5 separate regions of the Mus musculus genome follow, and regions 1, 3, 4 and 5 are each linked to region 2. Evidence: chromatin contacts called from public HiChIP or PLAC-seq data. All regions are on one chromosome and are shown on one strand. The core of a region is the stretch at or near the end of the contact, and the rest is flanking DNA. Distances in the headings are between cores, read along the strand shown.

Region 1 (2,701 bases), core at 195-2,694, 340 kb before region 2:
CAGGGATATACACAGAAACCCTGTCTAGAAAAACAAAAAAAAAGAAAAGAAAGAAGATAAGTAAATAAAAGAAGCTGTCAGCATCAGGCACTCAAAGCTGGCTGGCCTGGTCTACATGAGACCTTGATTCAAAAAAAATACAACAGAACGATACTTATAACAGTAGATTTTGAGGTACAGACATTATTTTTCTTTCCATAATATTTTTATTAATTATTTAAGTCTTATATACATTAGGAACCCAGATCACACTTAATTCCTAGTCCTCCAAGGTCCACTCCCCATCTTTCTGGACCCCTTCCCCCCAAAAAAAAGGAAAAGAGAGAAAACCCCCCCCCCAATTTGTGTTACGCTTATACTCATGGGAGCGTGATCAGACTCCTGATAATCAGCTCCTTAAAACTGAGTCCTTCCTCAGCTGTGGAGAGCTACTCTTCAGCATCCTTACCACATTTGTTAAGAATTCTCTCCCTTGGTTTTCTGTGTAGGCTGTTACTTTGGGGGGCAGAGTAATAGTGTAAGGTATAGATCTTCTATGTCTTTCTCAACTATGAGTCTACAGTCATCAGTACCACAGCAAAATTAGCTTCCTTGCCCTTTACAGTCAGCAGGAACATGGATCATGGACTTTTTATTGATTCTTTGTGAGTTTCACATCATGTACCCTAATCCCACTCATTTCTGTCCTTTCATATCTGTCCTCTGCCCTTACAACATCCCCCAAAAGAAAAACAAACAAAACGTAAAAAAAAAAAATTTTGTTCTAGAACCTACAGTGTGTCACAGTGTGTCATACACTATACCTGTTTATCCACAATGAGTCATTGATCTGATTCGAGGCCTCTGGCTTCTGCTATACTGTCAATACTGGATCTTCACAGGAACTCCTCTCAGATATTCTGTTGTTGCCCTCTGTTGTGGAGATCCTCTAGGTTTGGATCTGCAGCTCTGGCCCTTTCACATTCTCTAGCAGCTCATAAATGGGGTAGATGCCTGGAGTAAGCTAACCCTGAATCTGGGCCTGAGTGGTAGCTGAGTTGGTCAGTCCACCACCTCTCCTGCTACCCCACCCCCAACCAATGCACGCATAACACCAGGGGGAGCTCTTCAGCACTGTCCCAGCTAGCTCATTTAGTGCAACCAGCCAAGTGGCAAGACTAGCTCTTATACCCTCCTGGCCAGCTTACTCACCCCACAAACATTGACATAGACCCCTGATGCTGCCTGGCCACAGACCCAAATATGGCCCTCAGCAGCAGCATGGGCTGGGACTTCACCATGGCCTCAGGTGGTAGGACAGGCTACTCACATCAGACTGTTCCTCTCCACCCTCTAGTTCTACCTCTCTCATAATTCTTTTTTTTTTAACAAACCCTTGTGTCGAGGGCTGACTTTCAGTAGATCGCAGCGAGGGAGCTGCTCTGCTACGTACGAAACCCCGACCCAGAAGCAGGTCGTCTACGAATGGGTTAGCGCCAGGTTCCACACGAACGTGCGTTCAACGTGACAGGCGAGAGGGCGGCCTCTTCATAATTTTCAATCTGTTCCACTTGTCTTTCCCATCTGTCTACCATGTACTTGTACATGTAGTCATGGCTTAGGTGTGGCTTGTGACAGGTGGGCCTCTGGGTTTCCCATGCTCAAGGCAAGGGAAACTGTCTTACTTAACAGTGTGTGTCTAAAAAAATCTGGCTTTTTTGAGAGTGCAGTATTTAAAAAACAAAACTGTACTATCAATTTCTATAAAGTTGTTCGAGAATTTATATGGGTCCCAAATGTCCTTTCTGACTGAAGTCTGCAGTAAAAGCCACTGTCATAATAAGTACTAATTTGTTATTTGCCCTATTTTGCTTTCATTCTTTAAGAACATACAAGTGGGTGCTGAAGAAATGGCTCAGTGGTTAAGAGCACTGACTGCTCTTCCGGAGGTCCTGAGTTCAATTCCCAGCAACCACATGATGGCTCACAACCATCTGTAATGAGATCTGATGCCCTCTTCTGGTGTGTCTGAAGACAGCTACAGTGCACTTACATATAATAAATAACTCTTAAAAAAAAAGAACAAGTAAGAGTTTCTCCATAAGCTGTCTGAATATGTCACAGCAGGTTGAGTATCAGAAGCAAATATGAAAATTCAACCATCTTATTCTGTTGAGCCAGATATTAGGTTTGCAAACAAATCACTTTTTTCACCTCACTGTATCTCTATCCCTGGTTTGTAAAAATTTTAAGCTTGAAAGGATATATTATTACTAAGATAAGTCATACCTATACAGAGATGTTCCAAACCTAGTTGTGACAAAACAATACAGATTATATAGATCAAGAAGTTGACATAGTATAGCAAGGCAATTTGTCTGTTTCTTGGTGAATCAACCTTCATGTGGGAGGTTTGAATGCCCTATTTCATCATGATGATAAGACTCTAACCTAGAATGAATGACCTGAGTAGTAGTGTTTGAAGACCAAGCAAGTTCTGCATGACCAAGCAGAGGGTATAAGACTTGGGACCTAACCTTGTGCCATTTCCACAGCACTGTTAATTGAAATAATTATGAACCCACCTCGAGTCAAGGGAAGGAACATAAACTCATTGTGAAAAGCACTGCAAAGAATTTGCAGCTGTATTTTAACAACTTTCAAAAGAAGTTTGATGAACTAAAATATTGTTTACATTGAGTTATTTACTATGTAAAGCAAT
Region 2 (2,700 bases), core at 135-2,634:
GTCAAGCAACAAGAAGGAATATTTACCACACACTGCTAACCCAGGAAAAGATCCAAACTCAATGCGCCAGAACTGGAGAAAATGGTTCAGCGGTTAAGAGCACTTGCTGCTCTTAACAGAGGACACTTAGATTCCCAGCATCTACGTGGTAGCTCCCAACCGTCTGTAATTCCATTATCAGGGCATCCCACACCTTCTTATGGCCTCTGTGGCACCAGGCAAGCACATGATACAGATAGATATATTTGCAGGCAAACCACTTGTACACATTAAATAAATACATACATAAAAGGCAAATATAGCATAGACCTTAGACGAATACAGTTAACAGTGGGAGTTTGTAACCATCCTGGAATTCATGGTGAGACCTAAAAATAACAAAAACAAAACAAAAAGGAAAGAGTGCATTTAGAGACTCCTACCAAAAAAAAAAAAAAAACAAACAAACAAACAAAAAAAAAAACAAAAAAAAACGCTAATAAGAGTTTAGGAGAGGTGGCCCTGTCGCTGTCTTTCCAGGATTATCGTATCCGCCAGAAGCATGTCACAGAGACTGCACACATAGGGACAACTCAGCACAGAAAGCCTGAAGCCGAGGCATTCTAGATGCCACATTCTGAGGTGCATCTTTCAAAGCTTCCCTGCCTTTACCCAGAGAGCTACGTCGTCTCGGTAGCTTTACTATCCGGTCCAGTAGTTATACTGACCATAACTGTCTTTGTCTTTCAAATGTATATGTTCTAATGTGTCATCCCAGTGTTAACTTGCCTTTAAGGCCTGATAGTGGTGTTTTTGAGAACTGGCAAGAGCCATGTGAAAGGGCCTCGGGTTTCTCCTTATACTCGCTCGGCTCTTGATCTTTCTATGTTTGCAGAAGTCGGTGGAAAAAAAAAAAAAAAAGATTCCAAGAATCCCAACCGATAGGCACCTTACCCTGGGAAGAGCTGTGCGCTCCCAGTGGGCGGGGATTGGGGACGCGCGTGGCCCTTGGGCTTCAGTGGGGCCACTCCATCTTAGAAGCCAGTTTTTACAGTGAATGGAAACTTTTAAGTTTCTCAAAGCGGGGGGCGCCCTCTGATTCGGGAGCGGAGTGGAGATGACCGGAAAAGGCTTTCCCTGTGTTGGGGGGAGAGCACCCCACTCGGAGGCCCGGGTAGTTTCTAGGGACAGCGTCTTGGGTTGGGTATCCCTTCCAGGTCCGGCTCCTGGGCGCACGCAGGTCCGGACCCCTCGGCCTCCGCCCCGGGGAGAGCCCAGCCCAGGCTCCGGTCCCGCCGGCCTCGGAAGTCAGGGCGCGGCGAGGGCGAAGGGCGAAGGGCCAGCGGCTGCCTCGGCGTCCGCGTGTGGCGGGGGCCGTAGGGGGAGGACGCGGGCCGAGGGGGAGGGCGCACATCTCGGCGAAGTTCCCGGATGGTCGCAGCCTCCCGGCGCGGAGCGCTTTTCCTGCCCGCCCCGGCTCAGCCCTGCGGACCCAGAGAGAAGTTTCCCAGAAAAAAATGCCCCGCGCGCCGCGGGGCCGAGGAGCCGCCCGGAGCCGCTGCACGGTAAGGGAGCCGCGCCCCACCATGCAGGGCGCGTCCGGGGTGCACGGAGTTGGGGTGCAGACGGGCGGGTTGTCGGGGCCGCGTCCTCGGCGCCCAGGGGAGCGATCCCCGCTCAGGCCCGCGGTCCAGCCCGCGCGGGAGGAAGGGGCGGCGGCTGCCGGGGCTCGAGATGCCGCGATCCCCGCTGAGCGCTGCGGGGCTGCACCGACCCAGGACCGCCCGTGGACCCGATGGATCTAACCGCGGTCTCCCTGGGATGCCCGGGAACCGCATCTGCAACTCCATCTCCACCGAGGGCGGGTGACTTTGGAGTTTAGGGCTCCCAGAACTTGGCTCCAGTGCTCCCGGGCAGCCTGATCCCGGGTATGGGCGCGCTCTAGGTGCCTATGTCTGCTCCTGAAAGGGCGGCCAGCTCGGGTCAGGGCTTTGCGCCCGGGGCCTCTCCCTAAATCGTGGACCGCTTCCCTTCAGCCTTCATCTCCCGCTACTTTAGCATGCTTTTCTTTTCAAAGAAAGAACAGTGAAACTTAACTAGTGCAAGAGAAATCCAATAGGGATGACCCAGATCCTCGGTTTGTGGCTAGACTTTGAACTCAGATTAACAAAAGGTGTGTCTGTGTGGAACCTGGTTTGACTGGGTCTTGCTTAATCTCCAAGGAATATCCCCGGGCTATAGGCTCCTAACCCCTCAGGGTTTCTACAGTGAGCAGATTTGGTCTCTTTCTCTGAAAATCGCTAGTCTGTCTTGGATCTTCCTTGCCCTTCATCTCTCTGGTTCCTGAGCGGGCCTGCAGGTAGACCCACAGGGACAGCGGACACGTGTGCAGCCTGGGTAGGTTTTCTTTTAACAGCTTCCATATAATTTGAATACTGTATTTTCATTTGATAGATTTTTTTTTGCCTCCTCAAAAAATGCTTATTTCAATAATTGATAAATAACTTAAAAGTTTGTAGATCATGTTTTTGACTTCTTAAAGAGAGAAAGTCTTTCATAAACTATGGGCTCTCTGCTTCTTACAGTGCTCAGGGCACTGCCTTCTACCCTGATTACCTGCCAGTTGCGGTTCACCAGGCTGATCCTCTCAGAGGCATGGGGTGGTGTACACATATGTGTACAGATCGTACACATATCTGTGAGTGCCGGTTGCCGGCTGAA
Region 3 (2,787 bases), core at 78-2,577, 320 kb after region 2:
TGGGGTCTATTTTACACATACAATGATGACAAGGATACTAGGCTGAGTGTGTAGTGCATTAGTAACTGTAGAAAGTAAGGACTTACGTGACTGCTTTGACAGTAACAATCTTTAACCAATAGCAAAACTAAAGACAAAGACCCTGTCTTTAAAATGTATCAAAAGAGCTCTAAGGCTTTCCTAAGATCACTCTCACGGGGTGACAGAAAAACCTTAATGCAATTTTATTACAAACAGTGGCTCAGCTGCTGCTTGTCAGTCACACCATTCAAAAAGTTTCTGACAGAAAGTGAAGAGTTCTAGATCTGTGAGATGGCTCAGTATGGAGAGGTGCTTGCTGCTAAGCCTTACGAATCTGAGTTTCATTCTCAGAACCTGCAAAGTACGAGAGAACTGACTCCAAGCTGTTCTTTGACCTCACCAGAACTGTTGTATACAAGAGCGAATCCACACAAGCACACATACAATAGGCAATAAACATAATTAAAAAAAAAAACTCAGATTTTTGCAGAGAGATCAGGGTTTGACATGTGTCTTCTGTCACTAGTTTAGTTGTGAAACTTTACCTGATACTTTTCTGATACTATTCTGTCATCTGCAAATTGGGGATTAGCAACCAATTCACACTCTTTTCTTTTATTTGCAACTGGTATGTTTGAAAAAAAATTATAATTTCTGGACATTCACTGTAACAAATACTTGAAAGTCATTGGAGAAAACCTAATAAACACCTTTTTGTCCCAGTGGAGCTCATAGTGTAGTTAGAAGGTGACTTTATACATATTATTTGATTTAATCCTACCAATAGCCTTATGAGATGGATCGCAGTAGTCTCATTTTAGAACCAGGAAGAAATCATGTTTCCTTCTCATAGTTCTTAACCTCGCAGAGGAAAGGGATGTATGTGCGGCGACGAGGAAGAAGATGGTGACTCTTTAAATGTTTTATGCACTTCTGTGGCTGTTAAGTGCGTCTTGGATCCGAAATTTTCCTTGGTCCATTTTTCCCTTGAAGAAAGTTTAATGGCTTCTCATCGTTAACCCATCTGAAAGAAGTTACTGGAAAGGGGAGAAGGGCGGCTCCGTGCAGGTAGCAAAGGCTGATCTGGGCACGATCAGTCAGGGACAAGATAGATCCCAGACGAAGCAGGAGCCCGGAACCGGAGCAGTGGAGCTGAAAGAAACCTGGAGGCTCGGTGGAAGCCCACGTGTAGAGAGACGCAGAAACCCGGTGCTGCTGAGCGCCCTCCTCCTCGTAGGCCCCGCCCATCCGGGCCCGGGCATCCGGGCCAATGGGCGTGACCCTGTGGGGGCGTGGCCTGCGCACAGGTGCCGCCCCGGCCCGCCCGTTCCGTCGCCTCTGCCGTCGTGCGTGCGGCTCGGCGGAGGGCCGGGCTTGCGCTCTCTCCGCCTTCTTCCCCACCTCCGGCTGCCGGCGACACCGGTCTTTGCAGTCCGGGACCCCGTGCGATCGTTAGCCCGGTGCACGGTGAGTCCCCGAAGGAGCCCGTGGGCTCCCGGGCCAGTGGTTCCGAGGCTGGCGCTAGGCCGGAGACCGGCCGCCGGGACGGGCTGAGGGCAGCGGACAGCTTGGGGCATGTGGATGAATGAGGCGCCCTCGGACTAGGCCGCGCGGCCACGAGATTGGCTCTCGCCGCAGTCTGGGGGAAAGTCTTGCCTCAGGGCGGGACGCCAATGCCGGGTCAGGAGGGGAAGGGTGGTGTGCGGAGGTCCTGCTTGGCTGGACTGCGGGGGCACCCCTTGTAGGTCACCCCTTGTAGGCTCCAGGACTGGACGGGCTCTCCCCATGCAGCTGTTCATTGGAGGCCCGGAACAGGTGTCAGGATCCCCAAAATGGGAGATCCTTGGCCTCCCGGTCTGGGATTACAGGTTGGAGTATCACTTCTGGAGCAGGCGGAGTGGGGAGAAGGAGGGAGGAGCAGCGTGGCTCTAGGAGGTCCAACCAGCCAGAAGGCAGGGACAGTTTTAGTTTCCAGGTTCTAAGACGCGCAAGGTTGCAGTTCCTCGTAGGTTCCTGTTGCAGTGTTAAAAGTGAGATCAATTTTGCACAGTGGACCTTGGAGCCAGGACAAGAAAAGACAGAAAGTTTGGACTTGTCAATCAAAAGGTATTTGAAATAGGGCTGTATATAGCCTACTGGTAGAGCGCTTGCTTTTAGCATACATGAAAGCTCTAGGTTGGATCTTGAAAAGGAACGACAAGGTGAGTGCCTTCAAAGTATCCAGTGTAGAGTGTGGGTTTCAAAAACTGTTTAATAAGGACTGACGGTAAGCTTACCTACAGTGTCAAAGGCAAAAAGGTCTGGCTTCGAAGGACCTCCAGGCCTAGTAGTGACCATCAGTGTGGTGAACGCTGAGTTGTGGAGAGAGGCGGGTTCCAAGCGGTGGAGGAATGATTGGCGAGAGGTGACATGGTTGCTGGTGTTTCTGTAATGGGCTTCCTTAGACTTGTGTCTCTTCTCCTTCCAAATGCTTTCCTTCAAATACTATGACAGGTTAAGAAGGCGGTTGTCGGCAGCCAGCACGGAGGATTGGAACTAAGTTTTAAGTTTATCTTTGATTCCCGCTGCTGCAGTGTTTCTGGGACTACTCAGAAGTGATACATGTACACATTTTAGAATCAGATCTGTTTACAGAGACCCTCCCCTCAAAAAAAGTATGGGTTTTGCTCATATTTTAGTTGTGGATTGGTACAGACAGTAGGTTTTCTTGTCTACTACCCAGTAATATATTCTGTATACAGACATGTGTTTTGTTTATAGGGGAGT
Region 4 (2,700 bases), core at 173-2,672, 380 kb before region 2:
TGAGGCTGGAGAAAATGCTATGGTTAAAACAAACAGACTGAGCAAGTTATAATTTTATATCTAAAAACATATCATATATACATACAACTAAATATGTATATAAAACTAAAGAAAAAGAGGCCTCAGATTTGAAAAGTCAAGAAGTGTCTAGGAGGAGGAGGGGGGAGGAAATGGGAGGGAGTGGTGTTTGAATAAAAAATTGGCCCCCACGGGTCCATAGGGAATGGCACCGTTAGGAGGTGTGGCCTTGTTGGAGGAAGTGTGTAACTGGGGGGGGGGGGGGTGCAGGCTTTGAGGTTTCAGAAGCATAAGGCAAGCATAATGGCTAACAGTGGTCTCTTCTGGCTGCCTGCCTTCTTCCTTCAGCTATTCTCAGCTCTGTCTCCAGCACCGTGTCTGCCTGAACACTGCCATGCTTCCTGCCATGCTGAAAATGGACTAAACCTCTGAAACTGTAAGCCAGCCCCAATTAAATGTTTGTTTGTTTGTTTCTAAGAGTTGCGGTAGTCGTGGTGTCTCTTCACAGCATTAAAACCCTAAAACAGGGGAGAACCTATGAGATTATATTATCTCAAAAAAACTATTTTAAAAAAATCAATAAGAAGACCAGACGTTGAACTACAGCCATTTATCTGAGACATTTCTGCATCCATCTGGTTTGTTCAAAGTTATCAGAACTGGGTGCTGAATAGATTTTGAAAACTATTCAGGCACTTTTTTAGTCCGAAATGATGATACATTATTATCTCTTAATTCTCCCAGTTATAATGGTGGAAGGCAGCAGAACACAGTGGTACATGGCTTTAATGTCAGCACTTGGAAAACAGAGGCAGGAGGATTTCTGTGAGTTGAAGGCTAGCCTAGTCTACAGAGTTGCAAAGCTCTTGAACCGTCATTTGTTCTTCCCAGGACTTCTAGGTAGGTCTTCTGAGAAAAGATTTGTCGTCTTAAACAAAAGCAAACAAACAAACAAACAAAAAACCCTGTTTTAGAGTCTTACAAAGAAATAATCCCGCTGGAGTTGGTTATGAAGAAGCTAACTACTTGGAAGGGTGAAAGTGGACGATCAAGGTTCTCCCTAACTTACATACTGAGCTCAAGGCCTGCCTGAGCAACTCACCCTGTTTGAAATAAAAGCCAAATCAGGGTCGGCTTGTAGCTCCCTGGGAGAACCCCTGCCTGGCACGTGCAAGGAGCGAGGCTCAGTCTGCGATAGCGACAACAACTAAAAATTATCTGCACCGTTAGTAACACTAACAAAGCCAAGAGTCGTCTTCAGTGTGCTTTTCATTTCACTGGCCGCCAGCCGGTCACGGAGGGGGCCTGTCATTGTCCTCCTCTGAGAGTTACCAATAAAGTTGTTACAAAGTGACCTTGAGCGTCTTCCCCCGCCTTCTCCATCCGGGTGCTGCGGCGCGGATAAGAGCCGCACCGCGCTTGCGCGCCCAGCCCCACTGCTTCGACCTCTGCCGCCGCCACTGCCGCCGCCTCGGGAGGTAAGCGAAGGTAAACGGAGGGCGCGGGGCCCGGGCCGGGGCGGAGCGGGTCTCCCGGCCCTGTCCACCGGGCTTGCGCTTCCCGGGCACGCGGCCACGCTGACCGCCTGCGCGGGGCCCCTCGGGGCCGGGGTGGCAAGGACAGGCCCCTGGGGGGGACACTTGACCTTAAGCCTCTTTTCGCTCCGCAGAGAGGAAGCGGGAGAGGAGCCCACGTCGCCTGTCACCTAGATCCACGCCGCGCCGCCAGGAAGAAAGATGTTCGCCTGCGCCAAGCTCGCCCGCACCCCCGCTCTGGTGCGTAACCCGGGCCTCGGCCCAGCATTCACGCCGAGGGACCGGCTCTCCTTCACCCTTGCCCCGATGTCCTCTCCTCCCTCCCTCCCTCCCAACCCTGGGGCCCGCAGACAGTTCCCGGCCATGTGTCCCCCCCGAGGCCTAGCTGACAGGCCTTCTGGGCGTAGGTCACAGCCTCCTTGCTCGTGGAGCGCGCCCCTCCCCCACCGCCCGGTCCCTATGGAGTTGGGGTCGACGCGAAGGTCGGGGTGCTGAGAAGTCAGGAAGGGGCAGCTGAGGCCTAGTTGCCTGCACAGCGTTTCCCGTGCGCGTCTGTAGGTCAAACTCGCCGCTGCAGAGGGAGGGACTTTGCTTCCTTGTGTGGGCGGAGAAAGGTGTTGGGGAGCCCCGAAGCTTGCTTTTTTGGAGGCTTTAAGTGAAGTCTGAATCTAAAAGATTTGTGCTAGAGAATCGGGTCCTGGTTCTGGAGGGATTTTCTGTGACCTTAGTGTCCGTGGACACTCAAGGGCAGAGAAGCCAGACTGCCAGATGTCCTTATAGTGAGAGTATTGCAACGGCTGTTAAGCTGACATCAAAATGCTTAACTCTATAGTAAATTTAGAATTAGTGGGTATTTAGGAATCCTTTGAAAATTGTAGGAGCTTCATTAGCTGCTGGACTGTTGTAAATGATCAAAATCATAGCGACACCCTTATGAGCCCACATAACTTACTTGAATTTACAGCACTACAGTTACTGAAACTTCCACAACACTCAGTCACTTGGTAACTAATTGGTCTTAGGATTTTTGTTTACAGATAGATTAAATAGAACATTCCATGGTTCATTAGCATAAAATTTTAGGTTGGCTTTGTGTATGCACAATGACCAAAGGCCATGCTAATTGCAGAGATAATAAATCTGTTCG
Region 5 (2,700 bases), core at 91-2,590, 260 kb before region 2:
CAGCTTATTCTGCTAACAGGGCAAGGGGAGGCCCTGGGAAGTGGGCCAGCTAGTAAGAGAAGCCTTGTGGGGGAAGCTTTGGCACTATAGTCTACTTGGTCAAAAAACATAAGAGAGGGCTGGAGATGCAGCCTGAGAGTGAAGCATTTGCCTAGCACATATAAGACCCTGGGTTCAACACTGAGCACTGCAGAGAAGGGGGTGGGGGTGGGGGTGGGACGAGGCTAGAGGTTGCTTTAGAAAGGTATTCTGATGACGATAACTCTTCTATTGCTTGAGAAATTGTACCCTTCTTGCACTATTAAAAGTCTCTAAAGAAGCCGGGCGTGGTGGCGCACGCCTTTAATCCCAGCACTCGGGAGGCAAAGGCAGGCGGGTTTCTGAGTTCAAGGCCAGCCTGGTTTACAGAGTGAGTTCCAGGACAGCCAGGGCTATACAGAGAAACCCTGTCTCAAAAAAACAAAACAAAACAAATAAATAAATAAATAAATAAATAAATGTCTCCAAAGAATAAATTAAGGTGCCTTCTTTGCAATCTGACTTTAAAGTGGCTATGAACGTTTATAGTTCTGCATTGTAAGTTTATAGGACTTGTAGTTACAGGACTTACTGTCCTGGCTTATGTTTTAGAGATCAAAGATGATCAGGCTCGGAATCAGATCTCCTGTACAGCTGAAGGGCACACCTAGAATTTGAAACAAAGACATTTGAGAAATGATATCAGGCTGAGGTGGTCTAGGAAATTCCATAATTCAAAGAGTCTGTAGGTAGGGAACTGCTAGAGTCCTGACACCACCCTCCCACAACCAAGTCACAACACTGTTGTCCCCTCCAGTGATTTCTGAGTAGTGCCTCCTCTTTGCATTTCTGCTTTGTCATCAAACTGGTCATAGCAGGCGCGGAGGCACTGGAGATGGGGCTCCCCAAGGACGGAGAAAGCTGTTCTCTGCCCCTCTGAGATGCTAGAGAGGAAGGGAGGCCTTTCTCCACCAGCTCTCACCAAACTGAAAGGTGGCTTGGGTGCTGAGTCGGCAAAGAAACCAAGAAGCATCTGATCCAGTGAAATTAAATTGTCACAGTATGAGCTGGACCCCAAAGCCCTGGGACTGCTTCCCAGCCCTGAAAATGAACGGAAACTTCATGATCCCAATGGGATCTTACAATGTTTGTTTATACTGCTGGGCAGGGCGGAGCTGAAAGGCAACTTGTAGAGAGCTTTTAAAAGTCACACCTAACTCAGAAGGTGAGAGGAAATAGAAAACAACCTTAAGGACCCCAAAGCCGGCTTGGAGGAGCGGGCTTGGAGCCTCCGTGTAGCATGTGATAGTTTGGCCTCTGGGTCCACCTGCTGGTGCGCTTTGCTCTTTCACCGCTGATCACTATACGTGATGCTGTCTCCCTGCAGTGTGGCAACAAGATGTAAAGATGGATTCTCTGAAAGAACCGGAAGAGGGAGTGGTTGGTGAAGAAGGCAAGTCTCTGTGAGGCCAGGTGTGATCGAGGGAGCTCAGTGGATGTGTTTACATTTCTGAAGACGCAGATGCCCCCAGTCCTGCCCCTGAGCCTGTGTAAAGAATGTCTACAGTTGTGAGGCTGGCTGCACAATTGATACCATGGTTGTCAGGTGGCCTCACTTTACCACTACTGAAGGTCAAGGCAGTCAGCAGGTGCCCGCCAGATCTGCATGCAGTCCAGTAGGATTTCCCCCATGCTTGTGCTCGTGCATGCGCGCACGCGCGCGTTTGTGTAACAGTCTACTGCTGAAGCTGCCTGGACAGGCCTGCTGTCGTTGCTTGCACCTTGCACCTTTCACAGCCTCTATGCTTAAGACTTACATGTGTTGTTCAGTCAGCTTGATTTACTAATTCCTAAATTCCCATGCCTCCCTTCTCCAGCTTCAAGGACCAGCAATTCCTCTGACCTGCCAATTTAGATGGCTCGTTTGAGCTTACTTGGGCTATACGTCACAACCCGGAGATAGTACTGGGGTGATGTCACACTTGGAAGTCACTTATTACTAAACTGAATGCAGTAACCCTTGAGGGTTGCTGCAAACAGAACACCTTGACTGACAATATGTGGAATGGTCCATGATGTCAGGGATCCTGGGGAGATCCCCACGCGGAGACAAAAACACTTAGAGTGCAGAGCTTTGAGGAGTTTAACACATGTGGAGACCTGTATGTATCATACCTCCAGCTCCTGATATGCTACATGTAAATGCAGTTTGTGAAGCGGCTAGAGCCAGTTCCAGCTTGGGTGTGTGAAGGGTTGGAATGGTGGTACCCAAGGTATCGAGCATCACAGTTACCGGGAGGGCTTGTTAGAGTAGACTGCTGTCACCAGATGATGTGAGGATGCTGGCTCAGGGGCCATCCTCACAATCAAGATCACGATAACCAGGAGTTAAGCCACTCAGGTGTATATGGTACAAATAGTCAGGCATGTGTTGTGCTCTTGTGGCACCAGCTACTTGAGACAGAAGTAGGAAGATTGCCAGAGCCCAGAATTGAGACCAGCCTTGGCAATATAGTGAGACTTGACTGAGAATGAAAAGACATGATCATACAGAGGAGGAAAGCCTACTGGCAGCAGTTTCAATTAAAATGAATTTAACATATACTTAGCCAATTGGTCTTCTGATCATCTTATACTTATTCCCATGACTCTAAAATATTCATTAACTTTCTTACAATTGCG

What was found. HiChIP or PLAC-seq counts read pairs in DNA pulled down with a chosen protein or histone mark.
Region 1: an H3K4me3 HiChIP or PLAC-seq map of embryonic stem cells shows a contact between it and region 2, with 10 read pairs. The contact joins the enhancer-like site here to the promoter of Wipf1 in region 2. A contact is called at or near these places in 3 of 39 promoter capture datasets (the C10 cell line, hippocampal neurons and stem cell-derived epiblast-like cells), 7 of 115 datasets of contacts at active chromatin or transcription factors (the 230-238 cell line, bone marrow-derived dendritic cells, effector CD8 T cells and 3 more) and 2 of 9 other capture datasets (adipose tissue and pancreatic islet).
Region 3: a contact with region 2 is called in an H3K4me3 HiChIP or PLAC-seq map of embryonic stem cells, with 10 read pairs. The contact joins the promoter of Ola1 here to the promoter of Wipf1 in region 2. A contact is called at or near these places in 1 of 484 Hi-C or Micro-C datasets (embryonic stem cells) and 1 of 115 datasets of contacts at active chromatin or transcription factors (embryonic stem cells).
Region 4: a contact with region 2 is called in an H3K4me3 HiChIP or PLAC-seq map of embryonic stem cells, with 13 read pairs. The contact joins the promoter of Atp5g3 here to the promoter of Wipf1 in region 2. A contact is called at or near these places in 4 of 39 promoter capture datasets (the C10 cell line, embryonic stem cells, hippocampal neurons and 1 more) and 9 of 115 datasets of contacts at active chromatin or transcription factors (the 230-238 cell line, bone marrow-derived macrophages, craniofacial prominence and 5 more).
Region 5: an H3K4me3 HiChIP or PLAC-seq map of embryonic stem cells shows a contact between it and region 2, with 16 read pairs. The contact joins the enhancer-like site here to the promoter of Wipf1 in region 2. A contact is called at or near these places in 12 of 39 promoter capture datasets (3T3-L1-derived adipocytes, the HPC-7 cell line, cranial neural crest and 6 more), 5 of 115 datasets of contacts at active chromatin or transcription factors (embryonic stem cells and stem cell-derived neural progenitor cells) and 1 of 9 other capture datasets (adipose tissue).

What each region holds. Positions count from the first base shown.
Region 1 is chr2:73,866,699-73,869,399 of GRCm38.p6, reverse strand. The region is part of intron 4 of Atf2 (activating transcription factor 2); the gene reads left to right. Among named protein-coding and RNA genes, the nearest start is that of Gm10822, 24 kb to the left of the region's middle. Within about 2 kb of position 1,444, at least 58 of the 459 cell types and tissues checked have an H3K27ac peak or open chromatin away from gene starts, as enhancers often do. A contact at or near this core is called in embryonic stem cells, where this site is marked.
Region 2 is chr2:73,528,171-73,530,870 of GRCm38.p6, reverse strand. Wipf1 (WAS/WASL interacting protein family, member 1) reads left to right here and starts at 1,384. Exons shown (of 8, transcript NM_153138.4): 1 at 1,384-1,544.
Region 3 is chr2:73,212,987-73,215,773 of GRCm38.p6, reverse strand. Ola1 (Obg-like ATPase 1) reads left to right here and starts at 1,327. Exons shown (of 11, transcript NM_025942.2): 1 at 1,327-1,488.
Region 4 is chr2:73,910,048-73,912,747 of GRCm38.p6, reverse strand. It overlaps Atp5g3 (ATP synthase, H+ transporting, mitochondrial F0 complex, subunit C3 (subunit 9)), which reads left to right and starts at 1,422. Exons shown (of 5, transcript NM_175015.3): 1 at 1,422-1,496; 2 at 1,688-1,793. The coding sequence starts at 1,755.
Region 5 is chr2:73,791,076-73,793,775 of GRCm38.p6, reverse strand. No RefSeq gene overlaps it. Among named protein-coding and RNA genes, the nearest start is that of Chn1, 17 kb to the right of the region's middle. Within about 2 kb of position 1,340, at least 18 of the 459 cell types and tissues checked have an H3K27ac peak or open chromatin away from gene starts, as enhancers often do. A contact at or near this core is called in embryonic stem cells, where this site is marked.